Regions from separate parts of the Oryctolagus cuniculus genome. Here regions 2 and 3 are each linked to region 1. Evidence: chromatin contacts called from public Hi-C and Micro-C data. All regions are on one chromosome and are shown on one strand. The core of a region is the stretch at or near the end of the contact, and the rest is flanking DNA. Distances in the headings are between cores, read along the strand shown.

Region 1 (2,988 bases), core at 198-2,697:
TCAGGATTCTGATTCCACTTTGTGCTCCTGCCAATCCTATTTTCATAGAGCAGCTGGAGTGATCTTTTGTGATAAGCTCAAAGTTGTTCCGTAGTTCCTCTTCCTACTTGGAATAAAATCCTGCACCTGGTGTGGCTTATCAAGCCGTCCATCTTTGGCCAGGTCTGGCTCTCAGAACTCCCTGCTTGCTTTTCTTCCTTCCCCTCTACTCCTGACAAATGAGCCTTAATTGTGGACCTGCGGTGTGTCCAGACTGCAAACCCCTCTCAGGAGCTTTGCCTTAAATCTGCAGGTGTGTCTGGAATACTCCCCACAGATCTGCATGGAGATAGATTGAAATTAATTTTTAGACTGGCCATAGCTTAATATAATCTCTTCTTAAACTGCTTGATATAAAATAGTCCTTCAGCCATTTTAAAATCAGATCGTCTTATTCTGATTTCCTTTAAAACTATTTGTTTTCTGTTTTCTTCCTCCCTACTAGCAAGTACCATAGTGAGCATAGAGCTTCCATAGCTTAGTGATCACCACATCCAGGGACAAGTGGTTCTCTGCCTGCTTTTGCTACCCACAGCACCCACCCTGCTTTCTCTCTGTTCCGAAAAGGCAGGGTTCATCCAATGGCAAGGAACACTGACCCTGAAGCCAGACAGCCAGGCTCAAGTCCAGACTTTGCCGTTTACTGGCTATGTGACTATAGAGAAGCAAACTCCTCAGAACTTCAGTTTCCCCTTTTGTAAAATAGGTAGGCTTAATAGTAATAGCTACCTCCATGGAGTTATTGAGGCAATTAAGAATGTAGAAACATGTTAACAATGATAAAGCACACAGATCACAGCCTGTCACATCAAAAGCCCCATAGATGTGTCAGTTGTCCTTAGTGTGGGGCATGCGTATATAAATTTTATATTCATAGAGTTTTGGTATATGTATTATATAGGTAACATACAGTTACATTTATAAGCTCTTAGATTTCTATTTACATTACATACAGTGTTACCTGTTTTTTTAATTCTATTGTCTAGCAGAGTGGCAAATAAAATGCGTTCCAAGATTTTGTGAAATGCCATAAACTAAACGGCATCTGCTTCTTTCTCACCTGGTTCAATTACAAGATTCAACCAAGTTCTCTTGCTGGTACCAGAACATGTGCCCCAGTCAGCCACTATTCTAGTACCTGCTGTTACCACAAGCATCCTGAAGGTGGCAGTGGAGACTTAAGGTTTGGAAAATGCTTCACCGTTCTTGCACACTCGAGGGTAGAATTTGAAAAGTTACTTCGAGGACCTGTTTTTATATCTTAAAAATTGTTTTTCATTATTATTGTGAGACGGGGTGGGTGGAATGTCGGGAAGCTGATCAAATGCAAGTAATATGCGGGAAACGGCAGCGCACTGTTATTCATTAACAACTCAGGCACAGTGGGAACATTGGAGCATTCCTAAGGAATTGCTGATGAGGTGAGCTGAGGGCAGGGAGCTTGCAGAAAGGGGCTTGGGCTTGCGTGGGGGCTACCTCCGAGCTCCAGGACTCCTTGATCTGTGGGGAGGGGCGCAGCCAGAGCGGGACAGAGCTGAGGGCTCGAAAGCACATTCTCTGTGTGTCTTCTAGAGATCTGGAGAGTCATAATATATCTGAAAGCAGACTAGAAATATCCTTAAGGATTAGAGTAGTCGCCCTCTGCAACTATATCTGAAATAATTTATATCGACCGCCAGATGGCAGTATTGCACCACAAAAGGTGTACAGGGCCAGGCCCTGCTTCTAAACTCTCAAATCTAGCCCCAAAAGTCATGTGTGCTTCCCATGTTTCTGGAATGTTGGGAATTAGACTTATAAGGAGCAATTGCTCTTTACTGGCACCCTTCCTATACACAGAGAATACATTTTTGTCAAAGCAGATGCTTATTGTCTTGGAAAATAGATCCCTAAAAGTTGAATTATAAAACAAAACAAAACAAAACCAGTTGAATTGTTCATGACTATATGCTTTCTGATTGAAGATTCTCAGTGAAAAAATGAATCAGCTTGTGAGCTACAATGTAATATTCCTAAGGTCAGACTATGTCAACTGTTGCCAAATTTCAGAACAAAATAAAACACAAAGATTTTTAGTTTAGAATTCACTTTTTAAAAATTTGTAGCATATGGGGTTTTCTAAAAGCACAAAACAAATGGTTTTAAAAACCAGATTTTATATAGTTTACATAGCCTATAACCATTTTTGTCTAAAATTGCACTCTGTAAATGCATTTATGTGGTTGAAGAGCTTGAAATGTGATTATCACGTAAGATGATGTGTGAAGCACACGCTTCCCACATGGCAGGAATTATAATAAATAGGAGTGGTGGCTCCATTTGTTAAGAATAAATAGCTTGGAGATAAGCGTTAAGATCGATTGCTAAGGGGTTCCAGCAGAGGCCAAACTGTAGAAGATCCGAGAATGATCTGCCTCCTGGGCTCTCCCCTTCAGGAGATACTGTAGATGAAAGTGTTCAGCAATTAATCACAGACAGCTTTCCAGAAGGGCAGCTCAATGTCGGTCTATCTTACTCAACCTGGATTGAGTCTGTAGCACACGTTTTAAATACCATGTCTGGGGAAGGTTTGGCTGGCACCTACTTAGTCTCTCCCTTATTAGATAGCTTCAGAATGGTAGACTTCTCAGTAGTCACAGTGACACTGTAGTTTCAAGGCACCAATTTTCTGGTAAAGACGTAAGAGGCCAAATTTGAAGCCGCATTACTTTTTGTTTCCTGAAATCGATGGATTACTTCTATCCCTTAAAAGCAGCCTTAATGGCTAGGATCATCTCACCATCTTCTGTTCTCGACTCCACTCTCCTCCTGGTGGTCATGGATGTAGTGAATTCTTTAATTAAATGAAATCTCTGGTACAGATCAATCAGCACTCATGTCATTCATCAAGTGTTACTACTTCTCTTCTTTTCTGCCATCCCCATTTTGAAGAGTTTCATTGTACTTCTG
Region 2 (2,763 bases), core at 198-2,697, 260 kb after region 1:
TCAGAGTCAGTGAACTCAAAAGGCTTCCATAGCCTTGGCAACTCATGACAAGAGCCTAGGGTGATTACTGATGGCATAAAAAAGGGTGTCAATTTGTTAAGTCAACAACAGGAGTCACTGTGCACTTACTCCTCATGTAGGATCTCTGTCCTTAGTGTGCTGTACATTGTGATTTAATGCTATAACTAGTACTCAAACAGTATTTTTCACTTTGTGTTTCTATGGGGGTGCAAACTGTTGAAATCTTTACTTAATATATGCTAAACTGATCTTCTGTATACAAAGAGAATTGAAAATGAATCTTGATGTGAATGGAAGGGGGAAGGGAGAGGGAAAGTGGAGGGTTGCGGGTGGGAGGGGCGTTATGGGGGGAACCATTGTAATCAAGAAGCTGTACTTTGGAAATTTATATTCATTAAATAAAAGTTAAAAAAAAGAAAAAAGATTGAAAGTGGTGGTGATGGAGGGGGCACTTTGCCTTTGGAGGACCAAAGATAAGAATTGCATATAACTTTTCCTCAGAAATCATGCAAGCAATAGAGTGGAGAAAAAATTGAGAGTGTGTGTGGGGGGGCAAGTAACCTAAAATTCTGTACCTGTGAAATTATTATGGAAAAGTTAATTTGAAATGTTTTCCCAGAGAAACAAAAATTTAAGAAATTTATTTCCAGTAGACCTGCCTTGCAATAACTGTTAGAGTCATTCAGAGAGAAGGAAAATGTCATACAGTTCAGAAAGTTGAATCTACAAATTTCCTACAAAAACGAAACATTACAGAAGTAATCAGTGAAAGCAAAATAAAACATTTATTTTTCTTATTTATAATTGGTCTAACAGGGAACAGTTTGTTCAGAGTATGATGTTTTGTATAAAACAAAAAAAAATGTTGTTATTTATCATAAGCTTAAATTTTGGCTGGGTGTGGGGGGGTGGGTATTTTCTTTTGCCTGTGGCTCTTTTAATACAGGCCAGAAATATCTACTCTTGGTTGGATTTATTCATGCTTCTGTGGTCAAATAGTGGGAAGTTGGGGCTGGCTGACCCGGAGTTGCCCCAACTGGGGCGACACGGCTACGCTATACATGCTCTTTCATCTTCCACATGCTCTTCCGAGCTTGTTCCTGTGAAGACGGCAAAGGAGCAAGAGAGAAAGTCTAGACTTGGAATTGGTAGAGTAAGCTTTATTATTTGTTAATGGACAAAGTAAATCATGAAACCGTCCAAGTTTTAAGGAATAGAGAAACAGAGTCTACTTCTTAATGAGATGAACTAAAAAACACCTTGAAAAATGCTTGGGTAAAAGGAAATATAGACAATTAGAGACATTTTCAGATTCATCTTATTTCAGAGAATTTCATAAAGGAACTGTTCGTTAGAGAAGGTACAGTTTGATCTCTGGATGTAAGCCCAGAAGACATTTATGGAAAGGAGAAACCATAGTTGGATGAGAATAGCAGGAATGTGGAATCTGCTTCTGCAAACATGTGACACAAGATTATGCATGTACTGAGCTGCTTATGGGAGCTGGTTTGGCTTGTATTTACTATAAATCAGAATCCCTGGACAGGATGGATCATACATTCATCAAATACAATACAGAAACATACATGGAATTTAAACTCCTGTATGCTGAGGTGTACATGTTTATTTTTAGCTGCTTGAGGGCAATTTTATTGTCTTCCATAATTCAGCACCTGTTGATCCCTCTAGGAGCCTGGCTTGAACAGAACACAAATTCTCTTAACTGCTTCTACATTCAGTGTATTCCACTATGTTGTTTTGGTTCAAATGCTTAGAGAAATGCTGACTTCTTGCAGATCTTTTGATGGAAAAGTAAGGAAAGTATAGGTTCCCTGAAAGGATTTTGGGAACCTCTGTGTTCCTTGGACCATACATGGACAACTGTCTTATTTAAGTGTTCCCCAAGATTTATCCAGGCAACTTTTGGCAAAACAAGTGAAGAATGCATAAAGATCATATCTGATAATAAATTGTGATTATTTTCCCCCAAAGTGGGCTATTCACTGTGAATGTCAAAAAAACTATTTCCTCCAATTTATTAATTTATTGTAACAGCAACAAAAAACTGTACTATGACTTTTGGACCAGTGCTCAAAGTCACATAGCTATCATGCCAAAAATGCAACAAACAAGAATTTTAATCATGGGAAAAAGTTTTGAAGAATCTGAACAAATGCTTATGTTAAATTTGATAAAACTATGGTCTTACTCCCATACACTTGCTCTAGTTAAGGGATTTTTTTTTTCATCACCTAAAAAAATCAAGCCAATTTCATTGATATTCTTCTTGTTCCGGAAACTCCCTTAAAGCTGACCTTTCATTCCCTGGTGGCCTGGACAAGAATTTCTCAGAAATCAAAAGCCTGGCTACAGAGTGGTCTGGGCGTGGTACTTCCTAACATTTTGATTGGAAAAGAAACCATGAGTTTTATCAAATTCATTTAAGAAAGAATGAGCTGAAATTTTTGTGCCAAATGCCCTATTCAAAGTTCATTATAAATTCTTAATAAAAGTAATGCCTTGATGTGAATGTAAGTTAGCAGGTCTGGCTGTGAATTTCTTTTTTTTTAATTTTTTATTTTTTTTGTGAATTTCATATTATCTGTTCCTTTCTGCTCCACTTCAAAAAGTAGATAGTGATATTAGCGTGCCTCTATACCCTTATTGTAGACTACATTGCTTCCATATGCTAAATGATTTTAAATAGCAAGTACCTTATAATCTAATTGGAGAAATAGGAAA
Region 3 (2,707 bases), core at 24-2,523, 450 kb after region 1:
GTGATTTGGAAGTCCATGCATAGATTTCTTATAATACATATTTTCATGAACTTTTTGCAGACCATTCATACACTGACACATAATTATATACATGGATAAAAATGATAATAAATACAAGATGCATTCTCATAAATGACAATGAGAAAAGTTCAACCTTATGAAAGACTTTAAAATACAGTCATACATAAGGTTAAAAGTTGTTGCTCTACTTTTCATGTGTAGTTGCCTTAAAATAGTAAGTTAAAAGAGAAGAATTTTTAAAAAAATAAATATAGGGTTAGAGAATGAAAGTTTTCTTTGGTACTTCTAAAAGAAATTTATATTGGCTTTTGAAGCTACCACAATATATTGAGATAAATATTGAAAGAGCCAAACAACTCATCCCAGCTTTAAAAGGTGAAGATAATTTAAATGAAATACATGTGAGTTTCAGTAAATAAGCTTTTTAAAAATAGAGTGGTTAGAAAATACCCACATGGATTCAACCAGTTTGGAATAAGCATGAGACAAAGCTAAGCCATAACTACAAGTTTTCCTAACTTTGAACATTCAAAGAAAAGTACAATTTTGCCATTCATGTCTGTAGTTATCTTTTTCAGTGAAGCAGATATTTCATAGGGCAGTCTCGTTTTGCCCATCAATTTTATTGACTTCAGCATAAGAATGAAAGCTAAGGTTTCTACCAAAAATTAAAACTTTGTAGGGGAGAAACATTGCAAAGAACATTGGAATTGATGTTTTTTAAATTGCAATACAGACTGAAAACATTCACAGAGTGGGGTCAAAGGTTATTTTAATCCCTCGTGGGTGCTTTGGATGAGCAAGGAGCTTGTCAGGACATAACTGAGTTGTCTAGATTTGATTCTGGCACATGATAGCATTGACAGCATAAAAGAGGGCCCTTGGGATGTCACACATTGTGGTGTTCATCAGTGTAAACTGCTCAGTCTCCTGAGAAGATTAATGCAAAAATCTTCAAGAAAGGAGACTGAAAGAGTTCTTGATAATTTCATTTTTTTTTTTTTTTTGGCAAGGCTAGTATTCTGTGCACTGATATCAGGGAGATACTTGTATTCAAGGGGGATTGTTTCTTCTGCAGCAATAACAGTCCCTGGGAGCTATGTCAGCAAAAAGATGTAGCAGGTCAGCATGAGAGGTCACTGTGAGCCCAGAACAGAGTTTCAAGTCAAAGTCCAGCCAATGCCAGGGGAGAAGAGTAGATGCTGCAGCTGCAAGATTGGGTAATCAGGAAGAGAAATGTAGAGCCCAACCCCCAGTGAAGGGAAAGAACATCATGGATTGCCAAAGAGTCCATCATGCTCTTAGTTTGCCGTGGCCAGAGAAGCCAGGGGCACAGAATACTGGCAAGAAGCTTGCCTTCTTTTTTTTTTTTTTCTTTTCAGTCCTGTTTTTCTGATTTGTAAGCAAATTTGCGGGAGGATGTAACAAAATAAAGTTTCCACTGTCCAGAATGAAAAGTTTTCATGCCTGAGGATTTTTGTTATGTGATTACTGATTTTTCCACGTTAGTACTTTGTTTTAATTGGTCAAGAAGTATGAAATGGAAGGAAACAGGGCTCTCCAACCTTCTATCAGTTCCTGCAGTTCTTCCTCTGGGATAGGCATATCAGATGGGCAGACCCAGAACAATGTAGTATCCCAACAACAGCTCTGCCAATGTGGGGAGCTGCCTGCTCTTGGGCCAGCTATTCCAAAACAGTGGTACAGGAGGCTGACTTCAGAGATGTTTGCTAAACTGAAGAATCTCAGTGGAAAACTCACATATTTTATTTGAAATAGGGCTGTTATTATCTTAAATGCCTTGAGAAATCCTATGTTGTACAGGAAGCCAACAATATCAAAAACTAAAACAAGGGTGCATTGATCCAGATGATGAGTGCTGCTTTTCAGTTGGAGGTTTTGCATTAAACTCACCTGTCTCTACCATCTTCCCACCTCCCTTCCAATTAGGTAAAACATATGAAGGGATTTTTTTTTTGTTAATACTATGATTTTATTTGTATACTAATTGTTTCTGCTTGTTTGCTGGCCAGAATGCTATATTCAGAGACCAACTTCTCCTGGAAGAGAAGTTTGCAATCTTACAGAAGTAGCATTTACTGATGTCTCCCCCCACAAAGCCACCACATCTGTGTCCTTGTCTATTCAAAATCATTTCCAAGCCCAGACCTCAAAATCCCCTCTCAATCAAAGCAGTACTTCAAATTCCCACTTAAATAGAAATTATGTGCCATTGGAAATATTCCCATAATGTGTAGGATAGTCTTTATATCTGAGATATTTTGTAGCCACAGTAGTTAAATCAGAAATTTAACAGTCCATCTCTCCACTGAGCTCCAGGACACACTTAGTACTCAGAAGGGCTTCCAGCTCTGTCCACTCATCCTTCATGCAGTTGCCAAGTTGATGATACTCAATAGTTCTTGCTACAGTGACAGGGTAACACTGGAACTTTTTGGTTTTCTTTCTGATGTCTGTGATTAATCTTCCATATCAAGACTTTTTTGAAAGTTTAAGATGTAAAGTCCCTTTTACATACTTACATATATTTGTGAAATCAACACATAATTTGGCCAGGTAACCAGAAATATCTATGCTGAAAACTTCTCCTGATTTTGTGTGATATGTTACAGCACATTAAAATGTTTATTTAGTCTTTTAAGAATTTTTCAAGGTGAAATATCTA

The links. Hi-C and Micro-C count contacts between places; a contact is called where the count stands out from the background.
Region 2: a contact with region 1 is called in a Hi-C map of an unstated tissue, with 2.2 times the contacts expected there. The contact joins two enhancer-like sites. A contact is called at or near these places in 3 of 6 Hi-C or Micro-C datasets (liver, skin fibroblasts and an unstated tissue).
Region 3: a Micro-C map of ear pinna shows a contact between it and region 1, with 5 times the contacts expected there. The contact joins two enhancer-like sites. A contact is called at or near these places in 5 of 6 Hi-C or Micro-C datasets (ear pinna, embryonic fibroblasts, psoas muscle and 2 more).

What each region holds. Positions count from the first base shown.
Region 1 is chr4:16,986,759-16,989,746 of mOryCun1.1, forward strand. No RefSeq gene overlaps it. Among named protein-coding and RNA genes, the nearest start is that of N6AMT1, 210 kb to the left of the region's middle. Within about 2 kb of position 1,448, at least 1 of the 8 cell types and tissues checked has an H3K27ac peak or open chromatin away from gene starts, as enhancers often do. A contact at or near this core is called in ear pinna, where this site is marked.
Region 2 is chr4:17,243,419-17,246,181 of mOryCun1.1, forward strand. No RefSeq gene overlaps it. Among named protein-coding and RNA genes, the nearest start is that of N6AMT1, 470 kb to the left of the region's middle. Within about 2 kb of position 1,448, at least 1 of the 8 cell types and tissues checked has an H3K27ac peak or open chromatin away from gene starts, as enhancers often do.
Region 3 is chr4:17,436,353-17,439,059 of mOryCun1.1, forward strand. No RefSeq gene overlaps it. Among named protein-coding and RNA genes, the nearest start is that of N6AMT1, 660 kb to the left of the region's middle. Within about 2 kb of position 1,274, at least 2 of the 8 cell types and tissues checked have an H3K27ac peak or open chromatin away from gene starts, as enhancers often do. A contact at or near this core is called in ear pinna, where this site is marked.